2 separate regions of the Triticum aestivum genome follow, and region 2 is linked to region 1. A link is a contact called in public Hi-C data. All regions are on one chromosome and are shown on one strand. The core of a region is the stretch at or near the end of the contact, and the rest is flanking DNA. Distances in the headings are between cores, read along the strand shown.

Region 1 (6,627 bases), core at 1,057-3,556:
ACCAAGCCTCAATATGAATGGCATATTTTCTAATCTTTCTAATCTTCAAGCGCATTGCATCCATCTTGATCTTGTGATCATCGACGACATCCGCAACATGCAACTCCAATTTCATCTTCTCCTTCTCAATTCTTTTCAATTTTTCTTCAAGTATTTGTTTTCTTTTTCAACTAAATTTAACCTCTCGACAAGAGGCTCGGTTGGAATTTCCGGTTCACATATCTCCTAGATAAAAACATCTATGTCACATTGGTCGGCATAATTGTCATAAACACTAAATGAAACAAATAGTTATAAAAGATAATATATATATCACATTCGAATCATAGACAAGACGAGGGCCGATGGGTGCGGATACCAAAACCATCGCACTATATAATAACAAACAATAATAAAAGTAAGAAAATTATAGAAGAATTTTTTATTTTAGAAAGAAGATAAGAACAAGGGGCTCATCACGATGGTGTCGACGACGAGATCGGCGCGGGCGATCGACGGCGGTGAGGACGGGGACGGGATAGGACGGACCACCAAACCTAGACAAATCTTGAGGAAAATGGAGTTTGCACACGGAGCTTGGAGAGGAGAAAGCTTAAGTGTGGCTCGGGCATTTCATCGAACACATCATGTGCATAGGAGGTGAGCTAGAGCAACACACACCTCTCCCACGACCGGCCAAAAAAACAGAGCAGTGGCTCTGTTCGCGGGCAGGGGCGGGGGTATATATAGGGATCTCTTTAGTCTCGGTTGGTGGCTAAAACTGAGACTAAAGGACAACATTTGGTCCCGGTTCCAGACACCAACTGGGACTAAAGGTGTTGGGCCAGGAGCGAGGCCCATTGGTCCTGGTTCGTGTCTGGAACCGGGACCAAAGGGGTCAGACGAACCGGGACCAATGGCCCCCGAGGCCCGGCCGACGCCCTGGCCTCACGAACCGGGACTGATGCACCCTTTGGTCCCGGTTCGTGAGTGAACCGGGATTAATTTCCTTACCCAGGCCTCAATCAAAGTCCTTCTTTCTACTAGTGCATGATTACTGACATAAGTGCAGCACATGTCTCCCCTCGCAATAACTACAAACAGATGGCTCAAATTAGGGTTGGGCTATGGGTACTGTACAAGATAAACTTTATGGAGCAAGTGCAAAAGATGACCAATACTACAAATGACAAGGTACAACATGTTCAGCTTCTGGACCAAGATAACAGACAACCATAGTTCATGGCAAGAACAATTCTCGCAAGGAAGGAACAGAGCCAAAGCCCTTCAATGACCTTGGATCCGAGTGAACCCTAAATCCCTGGGGTACTGTAAATGCTCTTGTTCTTTTGTCTGTATACTGTAAATGCTTACTCTTGTTCTTTTGTCTGTGTACTGTAAATGCAAAACAGTGCCTTGAGAACTTATGGTAGAAAATAAACACAGAAATCACGAACATAGTTTATCACGTGTGAACTTGCTCTTTCACGGCCAAGATAGCATGTTACCTACGGGTAACTAGATCAGAGATCGAAACCCAGGGTAATGTGTCTTTTTTTTATATATAGAAAAGAGCAAGTGCCAGACTAAAACAAGTAGAGTAATCACCCCAAGATAATAGCAGATGAGCAAAGACAAAGCAGTGCAAGACAAAGATCCGAATCACCACAGGGTAAGAGAGCAAGTCTAAGTCGCCGGATGGTAGATCTTAAACCCCTAGCACTTGTGAGCTAAATCAGAAATAAGAAGAAAAGAATGACCACCTCCATGCCAAAAACTCGAACTGGTTAGGTGAGTGCTGAACTTGTTTACAGCAGCTACAGCAACTGCCATGGCCTCAACGACCACTGGTGAACAGTACGTGTACAAGAAAAAATCCAAAAATTAAAACACACCCAATATTGGTCTTGTTCCAAAGGTTTCGTGCCCGCGAACACGATTGTTGGGACGGCTCGCGATTCCGGCGTCCGGTTCAGAAGGTAGCGTTTTTAGCTTCGTACTTAGGAATTGGCATCGGTGATGCCGTTTTCAGACATGAGCGTCACGGCCAAGGGGCCCGCACGGCTCGATCGCAGAAAAAGGAGGGCGTAGATATCGCTCAAAAGGCAAACAACGCCCACTCTCGTTTCGAGCCACTGACTGACTCCTGGGCCCCTGTCGTGTCCTACTTGTCTTCCTGTTCTCTCTACCGCATCCGGCTTGGCTGCTCCCTCCCCCCATTGCCTGCTCCCAGGACTCAAAAATAGAAATATGGACTCAAAAATAGAAATATAGAGTATATATATATATATATATATATATATATATATATATATATATTCCATCGCCCGCCGCCCACACGCCTCGCTCCCTTCTCGCCGTGGGTGCACCACCCCTCCTCCTCCTCTCTCTCGGTCTCGGAGCGCCGTCGCGAGCGATTCCGTCCCGGAGGCGCAGCCCCGCAGATACGGGGCCGGGAGCACCGATTTGGAGGTACCGGTTCCGCCCTCACTCCCCGCTCCCCCCGTTCGTCGCTACCATTCCTGGTTTTCTTGGGGGGATTTTTCGGTTTTGGGCTAGCTTTGGGGGTCTGGAACCTGAAGCTCTCGCCCGCTTATCAAATCTAGCGCAGGATCCGTCGGATCTGCCATTCCGGGGCTAGTCGCGTCGGTTGATCCATCTTGTTCTTATAGTAAGATTTTCTCCGAATTTTCTGTCTCAGGGCACGCTGGGCTGCGGCGAGGATCGATCGCCGGGGCGCATGTACGGGCAGCGCCACAGCGGGCTGCCCATGGGCGACGACGGAGCAGCATCCTGATGCCCCTGCTGCTGCTGCTTGGTGTTCACTAGCCCTTGTATGGCCCTTCTTGGTGCTGCCCTCTTACCACGCTGCAAAGATCACAGCCTGCAGCTGCTGCTGCTGCTTGCGCCGCCGCCACCGTCGCCGCCGCTTCTTTCTCTTGCTCTACTTGGTTATCCGAAAGCTCAGTGAACCAGGCTAGCTGTTGCAATGCAACGTCCTGGAGAGGAAATTTGCAGGCTCAAGCTATGGGACAAGGGCCAGGTGTTTGCTGCTACCGAGAACCTCCAAAGGTCCATTGAGCAGACCCCCTACTCGATCCAGGCAGACACCATCGTCTGCTGTTTCTCCCTCAGCAGGTGCCACTCCCAAAGCAGCAGCTATGACGGTTATGCATCTAGTGATGGCGGCGACAATCCAACTCCAACCAGCAGCAACGTGCGGCAGCTTCACTATCCGTCACATGCCCACATGGACCCTGGGCATGTCCAGCTTATCTTACCAGGCTCTATGACCCTCCTAGAGGATATTTTCCACAATTATGAAGTGACATTCGGGCCTGGCTACAAGGAAATTCTACTCCAAGCCTTCTCGGCCAACTCAGACAAATTGTGCAGGTAAATCCACAACTCTGTTTTGTTATTCATTTTTCTTCTTCTTACTGTTATGACATCGTGATGGAATAACATGGCGTTTGTCATGATTCAGACATGAGTAGAGTTTCTTGAACTGAATTTGTTTGGGAATGACAGCTAGTAAAAAGTTCAGGGAAGATTGAGTACATAGATATAATAGACTGGGACCGCCATTATACAACACAACTTGGAAGCAAAGAGTAACAGCCTGACATAGACTAGATTCCCAAGATGCGCTTTCCCCTGTTCCTTCAGTAAGGCCATTTGTTTTTGTTAAATTGTTCCCTGTTTTGAATTTTGTTATGCACTGTTTCCTGCAGGAATATATTCACTTTTTGTGCATTTTCCCCAATGCATAATATGGTATGTCGATTTAGTATTTTAACAGCTGTGCTTCTCTGGGGCCTAACAGATCAAATATCCCAGTTGAGTGCTTGCGTTTTTGTCCCAAAATTAGAAACACCAAGTCCTCCATTCTCGTTATGGCCACACGTCAGTGTCCTTTTAGTGACCGTGTATGTCTTCTCCTACTTTGAAACTCCCATGTATATCATGTCAACTCACGGGCTAGTTCTATGAAACGATGCATTATCTAAACCCCTCTGGAAATAAATTGTTTGTGACAATTTCCACAAATGATGAATATAGAGACTTGGATATAAACTCCTTAAAGTTTAATTATTCCACATTACAGTTTGTGCCTCGATTAGTTGGCACCAATCTTAAATTCAGCCGTATATGATCCTGCAGAAATTTGTCATATAGTTGTAAGAGTATGTCCACACATGAGCTACCAAATTGTCTCTCTCAGAAAAAAAGGCTACCAAATTATCTGTTTCATGTTCGGTTATTCCTCTGCCGAGATGCATCTGGGAAGTGATCCAAGTTGGTAACTAAAAAGTGCCATGTAATGATTTAATAATGTACATAGACAGGCAATCTAAGATGAAATGTGACAACGAGTGAATGAGTGATGTTGTTGTATTGTTAATTAAAGATCGCCTAATAGCTGCCAGGTCATTTTAAATGTGGAAGGATAGTTCTTGCATTTGTTCACTTCCCCAGTAAGTCAAAGTTCTGCAGTAAACAGAAAGCACATCGGTTAATGTATTTGACAATATAACTACAACTGTTGGGTACAAATAATATTCAGATGTCATGACAGTTAAACAAACAAAGCGGTTGTTTTCTTAAATATAGCATTATTCAGATGTCATGACAGAGTAGCAATAGCCAACATCTATATGAACCATCTTATACGTACTAACAAACAACTCAACAAACATGAGTAACGAGTTACCTCCATGTTTGTATGTTGACTAATACATGGTTTCTTGATACATATTCATTCTATGTTATCCTAGTGGAATGGAATTGAAGAAAGATAGTACACGGCGTATGATACCATCAGTTCTTAATTGATTATTGGATTCATCCTCTTGCATGCCAGACCTATACATAAAAATCAGGGCAACATACACATCGATTTTATTTGAAATGGAAAGGCCCAGTACCACTTGAATGTTTGCAAGTATGATACCATAACAAATGGTCTCTCTACCCAGTCATATCAGACATGGAATAGTGTACATTAAAATTTGTTTATATAGCAATATTTCATACTGTCACTGTGATTGCTCTGAAACCGTTCTGTCCCAAAACAATACTTGGTCACCATGAGCTTCATATTGTCTCGACCTTATCAGATCAAAGTTACACATGGGGTGCTATACAAAATACTTCTAGATCTGACAGGAACAGGTGAGCGCTTAGAGTGCGCTGCACAAAATAATTCTAGACCTGACGCTGGAGAGACTGGTATTGGATCCCGATAGAGTGCGCTCCACAAAAGCTGATGTGGGTGGCTGCACAAAGCTACAAACTTGACGTCGGCCGTTGCTGCTGCAGAAGTGCATGACCTGCACAATAGGGAGAAACGAGGGGAGCCAGAGATGGCTTGTCAACCTTCCTCCGCCGTAATCAATCGGAGGTGGGGCCTGCCTGAAGATTCATCATGGTTAGATATGACAATCAAAATTTCAGCCTAGCTTTGCCCTCTTAGGCTAAATGTGGAGGCTCGAAACCTCATATTAGTAAATACTATATAGCATTACGTGTTATGATAAAAAATAATGACCTGCTCTAACATAAGAAATGCTTCATTGAGGATTCCATTAAATACAAATTTACAACTAAACCACAAAAGAATCGAAGGTGAAGTAGTTGATTCAACTCTTAAATTCACTTGACCAAATCAAAATGCACTTGAACTGAATATCATGGTAGAAGAGTTCTTAATGAAAACTACATAGGAATCTCAAACTCAGAGTATGAGCACAAAGCATACCTTAGATAGTTGTTTTGCCATGCACTGTTGCATGGCATCAAGCTATTTAATAGCTCCATCCAGTGTTAGTGTTATATTGTGCTCCCTGCAGTATGTTGAACTAGTAAAAAGTAAAGGAAAGCTCAATGATGCCCATTGTACATAACAGAGATTGTGGAATAATAGTGAAAAATGGACATATTTATCTAGAAGCGATATTGCGCCATACACTAACAGGACTCATTGGATCAGTTTGGCATGTTTTATAAAGCAGATACATACAATTATTTATGGGCTCTTACCTTGTTTCAATGTGACATATTGAGACATCACCTTCTGACTGTATGCTGCATCACATAAACCCATTGCATTTATGTTCTCACTTTAAGAAAGTACCAGCAGTAAGATGAAATTCATCATTTTCTTTTGTTTGTTCTGGAGTCTCAATTTGGCAACTAAAGCCATAATGCTGATATTTTTGTTACTTAAACCACTTGCGTTTTCTTCTGGATATTATCCCCAAAGAAGCGTCTTTTTTCTTTCTAAACCACATTGCATGTTCTGCCATGTGTGCTCCTTACACATCAAAGCAGCCGTTGATTGTTTTATCTGCAGATGCTGCTACCATCCCATCCCTGATAAATGATCCTTTTCCTCAACTCCATCCTGATGTATGGATGCTGGTGGATGCAGAGTGGCAGACCTCTCCGCATCTAAACTCTAGCACACCTTCTGCACCATGAAACTTTTCCTAAAATACTCTTCATCATGGACCTCGAATCCATAACCTGTGTGGTGTGTGCGCATGACCATCTGCACGTGACCCCTTCTCCTCAGTCTGGGAGCTTTCAGAAACAAAGAGTGAAGGGAAGGAAAGCATGCTCATTTTTTAAGCAATGTTTTCTGAA
Region 2 (6,627 bases), core at 2,530-5,029, 160 kb before region 1:
TCTCTTGGCCGGGCTCGAGGCGGGCGACATGCGGGTGAATGCTCCGCCGAAATCCAGTCCGTTGCCTTATAGGGGCGCAACTTTCTTTTGCTGTTTTATTTTTTGATGTCTTTTTAGATAAGTAGGTCGGTTCGAGACCGTGATCGCAACACGATACCGCCTCTGGTCTTATTATATATACTGCTACCGGCCGCCGCCAAAGATACATAAAAAACATCTAGGATTTTGCCTCATCTCGCAACTTGTGTCATCACCGTAGTCTACTCTATCCCGAACGCCGGAGTGCATCGGCGTGCGGGAGAGCAAGTCTCCGAAACCGCTCGTCCTTGCGATCCTGCATCCGGAGAGGACGAATTAGGTTGTTGGGAAACGTTGTGCGCGACTGCTCAAGTTTGTCATCACGGGTCGTCTTTCGTTCAAGTTGGGCGGTGCTACTCATCGTCACCTCCGTCGTCGTCAACAACAAATTATCGCTAACATTGTCATCAATACCGTAGCCTCCATCGCCGTCAACAACAAATTATTGCTAACATCGTCGTCAACACCGTCGCTCCTACAGCATTTAACAAACAGTACGTCCATCCTGATCTGTTCATGTATCTATCTGTAGTTTTTTTAGGGGAATCTCTATTTAGAGTTGATGTTTCATGTTCGATGCTTCTGTGCATTTTTTTCCTTCACATAGTATGGCAGATTGTTGCATGCTAATTTCTGTTACAGTCATGAATTATTTATTAAAATTAATCATAAATTTGCCGAATATTCCAACAACGGACGGGTAGGAACTCTAGAAACTACTCCCTCCGTTCGGAATTACTTGTCTTGAAAATAGATGTATCTAGAACTAAAATACGTCTAGATACATTCATTTTTGCGACAAGTAATTCCGATCGGATGGAGTACCTGCGAGATTTTCAAAAATGGTGAGAACACGCCGGCTGGGAGCACAGAATCCTCCATGCCCGCCCTGCGCTGGACCGACACGTGGACATATATTATTTAAATTTCCACGCGCTGAAGCCAGCCAGGTCTTGGGACGCGGCCGGGACCGGGATGGATGGTGGACGGATCGGTTGGGGCACGCCTGTAGCTATCGCATGCATCCTCTGCTCTCCGGTTTATTGTGGACAGCAGCACCGTGAGAAGAGAAGATGGATGGTTATATGCATGGCTTTGGAAACTTCTCGGCTGCTGCAGTGCGGACGCGCGGCTCGGTGTTCACACTTGACTTGACACACGCCACGCCGGAGGCAGCTTCGTCCGTCCGTCCGTTCGCGCTTGCATCTGTTTTGGAAGATTTTTCGTTAGTATAGGCGCATGTTGGACGACACATACGTTGCTATCCTCGCAAACGCAAAGAGAAAGTAAAGAGAGAAATATATGCTGCTGCTATCTATGATTGCTTTGCCGCCCGGAAGTATACGTTATCGTCAAGCTCATCTCACTTTACAGTCTGATGACTCGACCAAGAGGGATTTCTTCTTAGTTTCTGTGCTCCATATGGACAATTATCTTTGGTGTTGGTGTCATGTCTTTGTCAATGTGCATCTGTATGTATAGTGTCTCTGCTCGCAACAACAATTAATCATGTTCCCTCCCTCGTGGTCGTTGGTGAACTAGTCGACGCGTCTTGCATGCAGTCAAATATACTACTGTCTACTAGTACTAAGTACTCCTATGTAGGTTGGCTTTGGTGTCAGGGCTGCCTAATCCTTTTCCTCTGTCTAGTTTTATCATTATTATATATAGGCAACTCGCATATTTCTATTTTTCAAGGCAACTATGCAGCCACATGCCCACAAACTATATATAAAGTTAGTTTAGAAGACACTAGTAATCAAGTTTAATCATAACCTCCAAAAGTAATCAAGTTTGATCATACCCGCAAAAAGAAATAAAGTTTAATCATAAGCTAGTAATGACAGGCAACTTCCATGTGATTGCTTAGTCACCCGCAAAAAATCTAAAAAGAAAAAGGGAAATCCAAGTGATTGCTCCAAGCGGCATCCCAAAGCCTAAACTAATATACATAGGCATATAACCCCCTTTGCTCATCCCTCCGTAGACTTTTAGACGATCCGGTTTTGTTCTTTTCCTCCCACCATTTTGTAGCTATAGACTGCCTTTTTATCACCCCGTTGCCTTAGCCACGGTCTCACGCGTAGAGCTCCTTTTGGTTCTAACGAAAAGAGCGCGCAAATTAACCATATTAGCTGCCTGATGTGTGATTGATTGATAGATTAAATGCCACTTGGGGTGTTGAACGCGCCCAGCCGCCGGCCGCCACCTGCTTCGAGCTTTCGCTACTGCTATCGCGGCCAGCTGACCTGATCGATAGACGCACGGTGGATGCCCACTGGCCAAGAAATATTCTTCACCTCTGTGTCTCCTCAAGTGGCCAAGATCGATATATAGATGCACGGTGGATGATCGGGAGCTAGTAGCTCACAGAGGTTTTCCCGGTGACAGTTAACTTGCCAAGAAACAACGGGGAAATCGGTGCGACATGGCATAGGATTAGGGGAAACAGCGTCTTCTCCGTGTGAGGGCGCGCGCGATCTGCTGCAGCGCGAAATTCCTGGGAACGGCTCCCACGGCTGGACGAAGCGATCGGCTCATGCTCTGCCTGATTGCTCCGTGGCCTGCCCTTCCCGCTGATGCATGGCTGCAGTGCCGCTCCGTGGCCTGCAGTGACGCCTGGCCTGGCCCTGTAGCCGCCGAGACACATGAGCTGCCGAGTGTGGCACATGTAGTGGCAGAGACAGTGGGGACCAGCAGGGGCCTGACCCCCCTAACATCTCTGATTGTCTCTGATTTAAGGCTAATATCCATGTCAGTAGTGCTTAAGTGATGTGTAAAATGAAGCATTTTTTATGAGTCGGCCGTCCCCAACAGGACTTTACAGCCCTGCGCGATGACAGCGAACACAAAGCGTGGCGATGGTGGATACCACGAGCGCCACAGATTACGACGAGGCCTCCCTACCAATCCTGCTATATGGTGCTCAACATTTGCAAAAAAGGGCCTCATATACTATGTCAAAAACAAAAGAACCCTCACTCCACTCTTTCCTCTCCCATCATTGAGGTGGTGTTTGGTTTTCTAGTCCTAGGACTTTTTCTAGTCCTTAGGACTTTTTGAAAAAAAACTCTCAAGAAGGTGCTTCAAAAAAAAAGCAAAAAGTCTTAAAGAGGTCCCCCCTGTTTGGTTTGCTAGGAACTTTTTTTAGTCCCAACACAAAAAAGTCCCTGAAACCAAACACCCCCTGAGTCTCACAAAGTTGAGTCACTTACTTTGGGACGGAGGATGTATTTATTACGTACTTTCTTCAAACATAAATATAGTCATATATGTTGAATCATTCCTCTGAATTTAATTTGTTTTTTCTTTTACCACCTTTTTTGTTTTGACAACATGTTCAAAACAAGATCAATGTTGAGTATATTTTTCAAATTTATTACTATTATTATTTTCAAAAGTAACTGTAACATTTATATGTTCATGCACTTGCTTAAACTAAATCTCAAGTGAAGTTTCAAAAAGCAAAATAACAATAATCAAAAAACATTTTCGACATGGATCTTGTTTCAAAGATCTCATCAAGACAAAGTTGAAAATGAAAACAAATTCAAAACTGAACATTTGGTTCAAAATATATGACCATTTTCCTTTGTGTTTGGGTCAAAAAATTAAACACAAAAATTTATTGATGGGAGAATGCGATGTGAAGTGCGGGTAAACATCTTGTAGTCCGACGTATGGCGAAATCTGACCCGTTGCATTTTTACATCTAATAATGGGCCAAAAGCTATTGATAGATGCACCTGGTGCCGGCCTGACCGAGCGGTGACTTCAAAACCAACGGACGGGCACGATCCCGCGGTACGCACGCGTAAACCGCGCAAAATCCCTTCTCCGCTAGCTCAGCTTCATTCCCCCGCATGAGTGGTCTCTTGATTAAATAAGTTAGCAGTTAGAGTAGCTACTTAAATCACGTCGGGCAAGCCTATAGCTAGCTAGCCAGGTTCGATCGATCCTTGGGCCGGCACGGCTTTGTCGTCAAGGCATCAGCAGAGTGCGTAGCCATGCCGGCCGGCACGCTGCTGGTGGTTGGTGGGTGGGTATTCTCGCCGATCATCAAGGAGCTCATCGGCGAGGCCAGATCCTTGGTGAGCAGCAAGTACTCGAGCTTCAAACATCTGGCCAAGCACCTCGAACAGCTTGTTGATGTCCTGGACCAGATGACCACGACCATCGAGGCCGTCCAGCAGCAGGCTCAACGGCGGCGCTCCGACGAGGACGTCTCCGCCGGCGGCGGGATGGCTAGCTGGGTGGGCCGGCTGGTCGACGCCATCCACGATGTGGAGTCCGTCCTGGACGTCTTCACCTACGACGACATCGTCATGTCCAACTTGCGCGACAACAAGCTTGCTCAGGTTGCTCACTCCGCGGCCAGAGCCGGCCGACGGCTGATCGGCAGGGACAAGGCGTTCAACCGGCTCAAGAAACTCCTGGACGAGCTTCCGCTTATCCAGCAGAGCTTGCGGGATCTCGCCCAGCTGCCGCGGATCGACTCCGGCGGCAGCCGGGGCCGAGGCCGAGGATACTCGCGCTCCGTGTCACGAAAGGCGACTGGCCCGCTGCTACCGGGGGCGACGGGCCAAGAACTGTTCGTGGGGTACGAGCAGGAGTATGGCCGGCTCGTCTCGGCCCTGCTCAACAACGTCAGCGACCAGCCCAGTAGCAGCAGCAGCAACAAGAATGTCGTGGCGGTCATCGGCCACAGCGGCATCGGGAAGACCATGATCGCTCGGCGGGCATGGCATGACAAGAGAATCAACGGGGACAACAACAAGCACTTCGATCTGATGGTGTGGGCGAGCGTTCGATGCATGTTCACCGAGACCGAGCTGCTGGCCGAGATATGGAGGTCCATCCCCGGATCAAGCGGCGTCGACGAGAAATGCGCCGCCGCGGGGATGAGCTTCGGCGTGCTACAGCAGGCGATCCGCGGGCTGGTCGGCTCCAGGAGGTGCCTGCTCGTGCTCGACGACGTGTGCAACGACGAGTCCGGCCGTGACTGGACGGAGAAGATGAGGACAACTTGGGAGGACGTATTAGCCCCGTTCCGGGACGGAGGCAACGGGAGCAGGATCCTGATGACGTGCCGAGCTACCATCTGCGCCAAGGTGCTCGATGCCGGCACCAGGATCCCGCTGAATGGGCTCGGCGCCGACGACCTCGTCCTGGTGCTCAAGAAAACCGCCTTCGGTGACGCCCATAAAGAAACTCCGGTTCTCGACGGTGTGATCAGGAGTGTCGCGGAGCAGCTGAGGGGCTCGCCATCGGCGGCGAAAACTATCGTCGGCATGGTGAGGAACAAACAACGGAAGAAAGACTGGAAGAAACTATTGGAGAAGGTAGGATCATGGTACGCCGGTGAGGCTCCTCTTGCTGGCGCCGCCTACGAGTCCAGCCTGCGGTCTTGCTTGAAATTTTGCAGCATGTTCCCCGACAAATGGGAGTTCGAGCCTGAAACGTTGGTCAAGATGTGGATTGCACATGGCATCATCCGCGGTGACCACGCCCAGAGCATGGAGGATGTCGGGAGAGAATACGTCAGAGCGCTGCAGGAAAGGTCCGTGCTCAAAACCATATACAGGGATGGCAGAGCGACCTGCTTTGCCATCAATGAGCAGGTGTCAGTCTGCGCGGCCGGGTTCTTCAGATTAAGCAACGATGATCTTGTAAGAAGAAGGGGTAGCATCCCGGCAAGTGTTCGACACCTATCCCTGACCGGCGGAGGTTGCCTTGCCCTAGCACAGCTCAAGGATAACCCTGTGCTGAAGAAGCTGCGGACACTGTTAATCTTCGATGATGGCCACTCAAGCTCGGGCACTGCTGTTTCCGCCATTGACAACCATGTACTGAAGCAGCTCAAGGCCGTTAGAGTGCTCGACTTTGCCGGCACACGCATCACCGAGTTGCCGAAAGGCGTCGGTAAGCTGAAGCATCTGCGGTACCTAGGCCTGCCTGACTCTGTCAGGGGCCTTCCTGCTACTGTTACCAAGCTGCTGCACCTGCAGACACTGTCTCTCGGCAAAGACTGCAAGCTTGATGGGGACCATGGGTTCCCGGGTGATGGCATGAGCAACTTGGTGAACCTGCGGCATCTCGACATGGACATGAAGTACGTTGCCATGATACGTCGCATCGGGAGGCTGGAGAAACTCCAGGGATCAGTAGAGTTCTGCGCCGACAGGGGAAGGGGGCATGGCATGGAAGAGCTCGCAGGCATCCACTCCATCCGCGGCACGCTCACCGTGAAGGGGCTTCAGGCCGTCGCTAACAAAGAAGAAGCTCAGAAGGCTCAGCTTGGGAATAAAGAATCTCTCAAGGCCCTGAAGCTGGAATGGGAGCCCCCAAAGCTGGGGGACCGGCGAACTTGTTCCACCACCACGGACTCACATGAGCAAGTTCTCGAGGGGCTCCAGCCTAACGGTAGGATCGAGGAGCTGCAAATCCAGAGGTACCAGGGCGCATCGTCGCCTAGCTGGCTGGAGAGCAACCTGCTGACGAGCCTGAGCCACCTGCATCTCGTAAACTGCAGGAAGTGGCGGGTGCTGC

The links. Hi-C and Micro-C count contacts between places; a contact is called where the count stands out from the background.
Region 2: a Hi-C map of leaf shows a contact between it and region 1, with 5 times the contacts expected there. The contact joins the promoter of LOC123043210 here to the promoter of LOC123043209 in region 1. A contact is called at or near these places in 3 of 5 Hi-C or Micro-C datasets (all in leaf) and 1 of 1 datasets of contacts at active chromatin or transcription factors (leaf).

Annotation. Positions count from the first base shown.
Region 1 is chr2B:24,663,636-24,670,262 of IWGSC CS RefSeq v2.1, reverse strand. LOC123043209 (exocyst complex component EXO70A1) reads left to right here and starts at 2,306. Exons shown (of 3, transcript XM_044465585.1): 1 at 2,306-2,451; 2 at 2,681-3,375. The coding sequence starts at 2,969.
Region 2 is chr2B:24,829,018-24,835,644 of IWGSC CS RefSeq v2.1, reverse strand. It overlaps LOC123043210 (putative disease resistance protein RGA3), which reads left to right and starts at 3,779. Exons shown (of 1, transcript XM_044465586.1): 1 at 3,779-6,627. The coding sequence starts at 4,086.